2 separate regions of the Mus musculus genome follow, and region 2 is linked to region 1. The links are chromatin contacts, called in public Hi-C maps. All regions are on one chromosome and are shown on one strand. Each heading gives the region's core, a stretch centred on a gene start, on an enhancer-like site or on the middle of the called end of the contact. The rest is flanking DNA. Distances are from core to core; before and after follow the strand shown. Region 1 overlaps Phlpp2 (PH domain and leucine rich repeat protein phosphatase 2). Region 2 holds the start of Marveld3 (MARVEL (membrane-associating) domain containing 3).

The links. A called contact is a pair of places that touch in the nucleus more often than the background predicts.
Region 2: a contact with region 1 is called in a Hi-C map of rod photoreceptor, with 2.1 times the contacts expected there. The contact joins the promoter of Marveld3 here to the enhancer-like site in region 1. A contact is called at or near these places in 1 of 484 Hi-C or Micro-C datasets (rod photoreceptor), 3 of 115 datasets of contacts at active chromatin or transcription factors (the SCID.adh cell line, embryonic fibroblasts and embryonic stem cells) and 2 of 9 other capture datasets (adipose tissue and pancreatic islet).

The regions. Positions count from the first base shown.
Region 1 is chr8:109,920,723-109,925,346 of GRCm38.p6, forward strand. It overlaps Phlpp2 (PH domain and leucine rich repeat protein phosphatase 2), which reads left to right. Exons shown (of 19, transcript NM_001122594.2): 11 at 2,094-2,189. Among named protein-coding and RNA genes, the nearest start is that of Marveld3, 39 kb to the right of the region's middle. Within about 2 kb of position 2,474, at least 4 of the 459 cell types and tissues checked have an H3K27ac peak or open chromatin away from gene starts, as enhancers often do. A contact at or near this core is called in rod photoreceptor, where this site is marked.
Region 2 is chr8:109,958,923-109,963,777 of GRCm38.p6, forward strand. It overlaps Marveld3 (MARVEL (membrane-associating) domain containing 3), which reads right to left and starts at 3,283. Exons shown (of 3, transcript NM_212447.2): 1 at 2,794-3,283; 2 at 791-918. The coding sequence starts at 3,185.

The DNA.
Region 1 (4,624 bases), core at 1,224-3,723:
CCACTGCTCCGGACTTGTTTTCTGTGTCTGTTCATAATTCAGCCCCGTCAGGCCCCTGGTCCTCCAGGACCTGAAAGTAGCTTCCTTCCATCTTTCATTCTGTCCTCCTTCTTTACCTAATCCTTCTCTGAGTCATCGCCGTTGCTGCCCCTGGGCAGTGCTGGAATTCCTGCCTCTCCTTCAGCTGAATGACTACTCACTCAGGCCTGTATCACTCCTGCCTCTCATTCTTCTTTCCTCTTCCCTTTCTTCCTTCTTTTTCTTTCTTCTCTTTCTTCTTGGCAGAATCATCTTTATTGGGCTCCACCAACCAGTCATGTATTTAAAGCACACAGCTGACATCATCTGTATACTGTTTATAAACCCTTGAGGTAGGCCCTACACATATAGGATCGAGTAAGAACTTTGCAGACATGGTTTAGACCTAGTTCCAGCCTAACTTTCCCTGTTTCCAGGGAAACACTTCATGCTTGGCCTCCCATTACACAGCACACTCTTCCTTGCCATATCTCTGTGCTGTGACTCAAGTTGGCATCATTGCTGCTTAAGTATTTTCATGTAAGGTCACAGAATCTAACCCAGTTCATGTCATTTTTTTTGTTTTTAAGATTTTATTTATTTTATGTTATGTGAGTACACTGTTGCTGTCTTCAGGAACACCAGAAGAGGGCGTCAGACCTCATTACAGATGGTTGTAAGCCACCATGTGGTTGCTGGGAATTGAACTCAGGACCTCCGGAAGAATAGTCAGTGCTCTTACCCACTGAGCCATCTCTCCAGCCCAGATGTCATGTTTTTGAGCAGCTAGTGGCCTTGGCTATTTCAGGCCAAGTTTTCTTTTCACAAACTTGTCACAGCAAAGTCTGCTTCTCCTATAGCTCTCACTTCAGCCTGCCACATAACTGATATACACCTTGAGATCTGGAAGGGGTGGGTGACCTCTGACAGTAGAAGTCTGTATGATGCGGGCGGAGCTGTATGAACTATTTCGAGTTTGTTTTTCCAGTGACTTGAAACTTTGCCCTGCTGCTGGTTGCCTTTTGTGTCTACTTTCTCACTGTTACTCCTTCTGTTTTTCTGAGAATTTGCTTCTTTTCTCTCTGTCATTACCTATAGAATTCCTGGTTATCTTTGATGCCACTTCTCCCAAATCTCTCCTCATCATGTCTCACTGCATCCTGTTGCTTCTGTTTGAAGTCTTCTCTGAACGTGTGATGTCACACAGTTGGCCCACGTTGCTGTGCACATTTGAGTACTGGTCTCTCCCTTTCTACTTTAGCAGCATTCTCTGATTGACGCCTGTATTCCTGGCAGCGTCCCAGATTCTTCCTCAGAGTCTAGTGAAATGGATTCCGTTGTTTGTTATTTAGATTTTCATAACTATGACAAAATACCTGAAATAAGCAATTTAAAAGAAGTAAAGTCTATTTTTAGCTTGCAATTTCCGATCCGTGGCCACTTAACCATGTCACCTAGGGCCTTTGGGGAAGTATATAGTTATATGGTGGCAGCTCGTAATGGCTTACCTCATGACAACTGAGAAAAGGCCAGATCTCCTTTGAGCTCTTCCTTCCTTCCTTCTCACTTTTTTGCTCCCTTGTTTTCCTTACCCTTTTTACCTTTCTTCTGTTTGTTTTTTAAGATAGCTTCCATATTTAACCCAGGCTGGCCTTGAATTTATGATCCTCATGCTTGCCTTAGCCTCCCAAGTGCTAGGATTACAGTACGAACAAACTGTCACCCTGGCTTAATCCCATCAGTTAATTTGTTTTTAATTAACTTTCAAAAAAATTTCTGTGTGTGGATATTTTGCCTGTGTGTGTGTGTCTCTAATACCACATGTATGCCTGGTGCCCGGAGACTGCGTTAGAGATGGTTGTAAGCTGATATGTAGGTGCTAGGAATTGAACCTTGGTCCTCTGGAAGAGCAGCCAGTGCTCTATAGCACTAATCCATCTCTCCAGTCCCACCCACCAATTTGTAATACACCACAGGCTACTAGAACAACTGCAGTAGCATGTCTGTAAGGGAAGCATTTAATTTCCAAGCCATAGCAACTTCTTACCTTAAGTGATGATTCTTATTCTTTGCAGAAACTTGCTGGAGTGTGTCCCTGACTGGGCCTGTGAAGCAAAAAAGCTGGAAATACTAGACATAAGCCACAATCTTCTTACAGAGGTCCCCATGAGGTATGTGTATACATGCGTGCATGATATATGTGTTTAAGTGATTCTCTAGATTTGGGTTGCCTTTCATTGTTGGCGACTGTTGAGGAGGGGCCTGCTGAGTAGGAGGTCCTGTAAGGGACTAGCGATGAGAAGTGCATGGCCTTAGCCTACAGGAAATGTAGTAAGACTCTGACGTATATGCAGAGAATTGCTAGCGTGTGCTGTCAGCCTCTGGCATGGTTAGTGGTATGGTGGGATGAGTTTAGCTTCTATAGGGTGACTTACAGTGAGCTGGAACTGTCCTGAGAGCTTAAGTCCTATGATCTAACTCATCCTTTAATCCCTTGTCTGTAGGTGCTGTCAGCCTCACCTTAGATTCGAATGAGGAAACTAAGAACAGTCAGGGAGCCTGTCCAAGGCAACAGTTCACCAGGGAGCTATCATTTGAATGTAGCCATCTTCCTCTGGAGGCTTACTCTTAATCACAACATTTATCAATTGTTTCCGAATGTCAGGAGAACTTTAAATAATCAGAGAGTGCTTTGTGATAAGATGGCATTTGAGTTCACCATTACCAGATGGTGAGATTTACCTAACTTGAGGAAGGAGATAGGTGAGGATGTTATACTATATATTCCAAAGTACTTAAACGTAAAACGTGTGCTTTGGAGTTTTAAAAATTAAAATACAGGCTTTGTCGCACAGTAGGTCTGCATCAAGCCTCTGATCTTCACACCCAGACAATGTTATCAGTTCAGTGGGATCTTCGACAGATCACTACATATTTGGAAAGTCATTAACACTTTTTGGATTTTATTGGTAACAGCCTAGTCATAGTATATTTTTAACTCTTAATTTTTATTGTGATAAAAATTTCATTATGGAATTATATTAATAAACAGACTTGAGTTATTAGTATAGATAAATGCTGTCCAGACTTCATTTCTGCCTAGACTTAAGTTAAAATAGATTTATTCTAGAAGTTCCTTTACCAGTGATTTCCAACCTTCGTAATGCTTCGACCCTTTAATACAGTTCCTCATGTTGTGGTGACCCCCACCATAAAATTATTTTCGTTGTTACTTCATTATCGCCAGACTGTCTTGACCTGCCAGCTTCCAGTAATGACACAGAGACTTATATTTGTTTATGATGCTTAGGCCTTAGAGCTTAGGCTTGTTTCCAGCTAGCCCACATAGCTTAATTAACTCGTTTATTATAATCTACCTTCTGCCATGCAGCCTGTTACCTCTCAGGGCACCTGTTCCTTCCTCTGTGGCTGGCTGGTGAATCCTCTCCCGCTCCCTTCAACACACCTGATTCTTTCCCACAGTTCCTATCTCTTCTCAGCTGTTCTGCCTGTCCTCTTCTGCCTCAGTTATAGGCTGTTCAGCTCTTTATTAAACCTTTCAGGTGATGGAGAAGAAAGTTTACAAAACTGAGACAGGTGATGCTTCATAAAGATAACAATACCAAAGTCCAGACAGTACTCAGCTCTCTGCTGGCACAGAAATCAATATTTGAATAATACAAAGACAGCTTTTACACAGTGCACAAGATTATCCCAACACTTCGTAGCTATAATTTTACTGCTGTTATAAATCATAATGTAAATATTTGTGTTTTCCGATGGTCTTAGGTGACTCCTGTGAAAGGGTCATTTGACCCCCAGGATTAGACTCTGCGCCACTTATACTAAAGATCTCATTGTGACTCCTGGGTGGGTGCTAGGTGATGTATGTGACCCATTTTCTTTTTTTTTTTTTTTTTCTCTCTTCCAATTTTTTATTAGGTATTTACTTCATTTACATTTCAAATGCTATCCTGAAAGTCCCCTATACCGTCTCCTCCCCCACCCCACCCCCACTCCCCTACCCACCCACTCCCACTTCTTATCCCTGCTGTTTCCCCTGTACTGAGGCATATAAAGTTTGCAAGACCAAGGGGCCTCTCTTCCCAATGATGGCCGACTAGACCATCTTCTGCTAAAAATGCAGCTAGAGGCACGAGTTCTGGGGGTACTGGTTAGTTCATATTGTTGTTCCACCTATAGGGTTGCAGACCCCTTCAACTCCTTGGGTCCTTTCTCTAGCTCCTCCATTGGGGGCCCTGTGATCCATCCAGTAGCTGACTGTGAGCATCCACTTCTGTGTTTGCTAGGCACTGGCCTAGCCTCACAAGAGACAGCTATATCAGGGTCCCTTCAGCAAAATCTTGCTGGCGTATGCAATAGTGTCTGCATTTGGTGGCTGATTATGAGATGGACCCCGGGTGGGGCAGTGTCTGGATGGTCCATCCTTTCGTCTCAGCTCCAGACTTTGTCTCTGTAACTCCTTCCATGGGTGTTTTGTTCCCAATTCTAAGAAGGGTCAAAGTGTCCACACTTTGGTGTTCGTTCTTCTTGAGTTTCATGTGTTTAGCAAATTTTATCTTATATCTTGGGTATTCTAAGTTTA
Region 2 (4,855 bases), core at 2,033-4,532, 39 kb after region 1:
AAATATTAATGCACTGGGTGTGCATAAGGGCTGGGTAGTTTCGTGAGATTTTTGTTTTTCTCTGTGAATTGATGTGGTTTTGTTTATTATTTGAGACAGGGTCTTCCTCTGCCGCCCACGATGGTGGAGAACTCACAACAATCTTGCCTCGGCTGGGATTATGGGCACGTAAGACACCATGCTAGGCTGTGAACTTGTTCGTAATGTAATATATGCTCTTACTATGCATTTCAGGCAATGAAGATTGAAAGCCAGTGACTGATTGGGCGTCAGCTCTCTGAGAAGACCACCCTGCCTGTACGCTTGTTTTGAGGATGAACTCTGCTGGGGTCATTTTCCCTCTATGGCCTCAGCTGGCTATGGAAGAGGAGCAGGTGGCCACCACAGGCAGCTCACAACACACTGAAAGTACAAAGTTTCACCAGCTGGCTGGGAAGGGGAAGCGAGCTTGAGCCAAGCTCAGAGCTATGCATGCACATTGGATAAGTGTGGGGAAAGCCTCATGGCAGAGTTCAGACCTTCCTGTATTCTTTCTTCTCTTCTGTTCTTTCTTTTTTCCACTTCCTCCCTTTCCTTCTTTCCCTCCTTCTTTCTTTCTCTCTCTCTCTCTCTCTCTCTCTCTCTCTCTCTCTTTCTTGATCAAGAACTCCATGCAACATGGAAATGGAACCTAAGAGGAAAAACTGGACAATCTGCCAACTCACCAGCGCTCATGCCTCCACCTGCCACCTTGCCTCTCCTCAAGCCATTTGCAATATAAATGGTTCGGCAGGGTCCCCCAAAGGCTCACCTCTCCCTGTGCACAAGTATCTGCATTTGTGGCAATCCAGGAGTCCCTCCGCTTCCGACTGGTAATATTCCTCTTCCTGGAGAGCAGGCACGGAGTAGGTGGGCACGTATCTTTCCGAAGCCCGTTCGCTGCAACCAAGGAGCGCAGAGACATTAGGGACAGGCCTGTAACTCAACGGTTTGTTTACTATTAGGCCTTCGTTTATTTTTTTAGTTTTTAAAAATTTCACAGAACGAAGCCTAGGCTTGCCTCAAACATGTGATCCTCCTGCTTCAGCTTCCCAAGAGCTACATCACAGTTGTGTGTGCTACCATGGCCCGTGGTATTGGAACTCTCAATAACGAGCTTGACCTTTGGCCCCTGATTCTCTTGCCTCTACCCTCCACTAGCTGAGATTATAGTCATGTCCACGTCCAGCCAGCTACTTTTGATATCTTACTGATATCTCTCCTTTGGCCACCCCTGGCACCTTCTGTTTCCATTTGCCTAACATATGCCAGGCTCTGCCCAAGATTCAACAAGAGGCTGCATTCTGCTTTGGGGACATAGAAGCCACCCCATCTCTCTTTGGTTTGAAATCTTTAAACCTTTCATCAGCACACAGGAGACTCTGGTACTGTGCACACTTACGACCTAGGCGTACCGAGCCAGCCGCAGTGAGCTGCCCTTCACCACTAAAGAACCCAGGCTTCTGGGGCACAGAGGAAGCGGTTTTTCTACTTGAATCGCCTTCTACTGTCTTCTGTCTTCCTTCCACAGAACTCAGCTCTAGGTCACCTTCCTTGGCATCCTGAGCCTCTGGTGGCTGTTTTCACTGCCAGTCAGTCTCTGAACGCTGACAGTAAGTTACTGCATGCGGGTCCCTGCATTCCCTCCCTCCAATAAATGCTTAGGAGGAGAGCAGACAGAGAGAAGCTGCCCTTTGGCCTCAAACCTTTAAATAAGCCACGAACAATTGCATGTCTTTTATTCACTCTGGGGTGAGGCGGGGTAATGAGGACTCTGGTTTTAAGAGGAAACGCACAAATGTACCTCTTGTTTTTCTACTCCTGTGGTTGCAGTCCAAGATGGGTGCAGCCAGGGAAACAATAGCTAGTGTCAAAGACCGAAAGAGCAGCCCAAATCTGGGCGCAGCTTTCGCGAGGTGAGTTGGCTTTAGATAATGTAACATAAACTCATGATAGCAGCTTTCCCTGATGTGTGGAAGTCTAATGGCAGAGGCTCCAAGTCTAATGGCAGAGGCTGGGGATCATCAGCTAGAAGAGTTGTCTCCAGGGAAAAGAATGCACAGTTTTGACAACCACACACACACACACACACACACACACACACACACACACACACACACACACTTTTTGCCCTCAGGGACACCTATTTTATTCTATTTACCCAGTCCCCAGAGCCTGGTTCCACATCTGTGCAACTGGATGGCGCGCTGAGTCTCTAGGAGGGGGTATGACGACCGGTCCCCTGCTAGTCCTTTCCACCCTCATTCACAAAACCTTCAAAGACACAGGGGAATTTCGGGACCTACAGACCAAGTTCGTCTATTCATGAGGGTGGGGTTTAAACAAACCTACGGTCTGAAACAAGCTGCTGAGAAAGACCTCACTGACTTTGTTACACATCACCGGAGAATGAACGTTTAGGTGGGCTTAGTTTCGTGTTTAAAACGGCGGCTTCTGCTAGCAGTCTGCTGCGCATACATAGCCTTGTCAGGAAGAGCGAGTCCAACTATTAACTCTTCGTTGGGCTAACTTTATTCAGCCCCCCCCCCAACCTGGAAGCTGGACTTTGAAAGGTATAGAGGGAAGGCTAGGGAACAAGACTTAAGAGTCTGTGGCCCTCCGGCTAGCCCCACCTACCTAGCCTTCTAAACCGTTCCAGTTTCAGTCCTGAAACTCTCCTCCTTCCTCTGGTTCTCGGGCTTTCCCACTTTTTCTTTTATGTCATCTCTCCTCCACCCTCGGCGGTCCCTGGTCCCTAGCAGGTGCACCCCTCACCTCTCCAACCCGCGGCGCCCGAGGCCATGCTTCTGCGACAGCTCTGGGGGCCCCCAGGGTGCGGGTCCCGGAGTCGGGGCTGCGTCCCAACTGGGTCCCCAGGGCTCGGGCCGCGCACGGCTTTGACGGGACTTCTCCAAGGCTCTTTGTTCGGATGCGCGATGGCCCGCGTCCCTGTGTCTGTCCTGGCGCTGGTCTCGGTCCGTTCTCTGTTCCCGGCCCGCCCGACGGTCCCCGTTTCCTCTCACGTCACCGTTCCTCTCCCTGTGCCTGTCCCCGCCTCGGTCCCGCGACCGCTCGACGTGGTGGTCTCGGTCCGGGTGCGGGCGCCGGTCCGGGTCTCTTTCTCTAGGACGGGTCCGGGGCTCACGGTGCCCCGAAGTATTTTTCATGGCCGGATTCCTGTCCCCGCCCGGAAACGATCCGAGGGCGACAACCAACCATAAGTTTCCCAGGCAGGTGGCCAAGCTCAAGGACGGGGCGGTACAGCTCACCTGTGCGCACGCGCACTTGCCCTCCAGCGGCCCGGAGAGGGCGCACCTGCCACTGGCCGCCAGGGGGCAGTCGTGGTGCGGCCAGAGGGGATGGGGGTGGGAGTGGGGTGGACGAGGGCTGGAGAGTGGGAGGTGGATTCTTGCTGAAATAGATGTCAGTCCTAGGTTTTATAGGATTATCAAAGGGAAATGGCCCAGGGAGCAGGCAAAAGGATGTGACCAAATCAGCTCAGCCTTCAAAGGCTGTCTCTTGCTAGAGCTATTAGGACGCCAGACCAATCATTTATTTCTTTACTTTCATGGTACTGGGTTTGAATCCCAGGGCCTTGCATGTCTAGGTGAGCATGGTACCACTGAGCTATATTCCCAGCCCCAAACGAAGATCATTAAACCCACTAATACAGTTCCGGGCATGGATTTGAGCTTTTCGATAGAGAGCTCATTAGGGGGAGGAGTTGGTAACTCCATTGATCTAAACTTGGGTGGGGTGACCTCACTCCTAGCAGCTATGACGAGTTCCCCCAAATGAAGCCAGTAGTGGTGATTTCCTGTCGACCAACTTACAAAGCGTCTTGAGTTTGCTTCCCCAGAGCGTACTCATCATCCACCCTTCTTCTCAGCCATCCACCCACACAGTCAGATAGCCACACATCCACCTACCCGCTCAGCCAGCCTCTCACCCACGGGTCCTCTCCCTCCTCAGAGAAGTTACAGCCCAAACTTATAAAACACTTAAAAGAAAAAAGAAAAGAAAAGAACTGTTCTACTCGTTATTAGTAGCCTTTAATTTTGCCAAGAACATTTTTTAAAAACCAGAAAACTGGCTCTGCTAGTGGGGTCAGCAAGTGAGCAGGAGCACGTGACTCAGCAGGTGCGGGAGGTTCGCAGGGAAGTCGTTTTGGACAGAGATAGTGCTCCAGTTTGCGTAAAGACTGGATGGGAACAAGGACACGTGCTAGAAAGACAACGTGAGGCTCTGCTCTGAGTAGAATTGAGGAATCAGGAAGGATGGGCCGAGTTGGAGACTGAAACTGACTCCTGTATCCCCACATATGTGAATCTGGTGACACCTCCTGTGTCTACAGCACTCACCGTGGTGGCTGGACGCTCATGTTCCAGCAGGGCAAAGAGGTGACCCTCTGGTGAGCTCTAAGGAAGGGTCATGGCCGCAGGCAATGCCTTTCCTGAGCTTTGTATAAAGCTCTTGGCATTTCATTTCTTATGGAAGCTGGAAGTATCGCCCTCTGAGGCTCTCATCCATGGAGAATGGGCGTTGGCAAAAGAGCTGTTAACTGTCTTTGGCTCCTCCGTGCAGTTATCTCACTTTGAGAATGTTATAAACTGGCCTCTGGCTACTTCTGCAGAGGCTTTGCTGCCTGGCTCTATGCCAAGTTCTGTCAACGTCACCACCGAGGGTACAAGATGCAGAGCTGGAGCCCCACAAACTCCCAGTGGCTGTCCCTCCTCACCCCGGCATCGGTCCATGGCTCCATCACCATCACGCCGAACACTAATCTCTGAAATCCCTTTCCAGCCCGAAATCAAGAGTAAAACCCGAGCCAGGTATC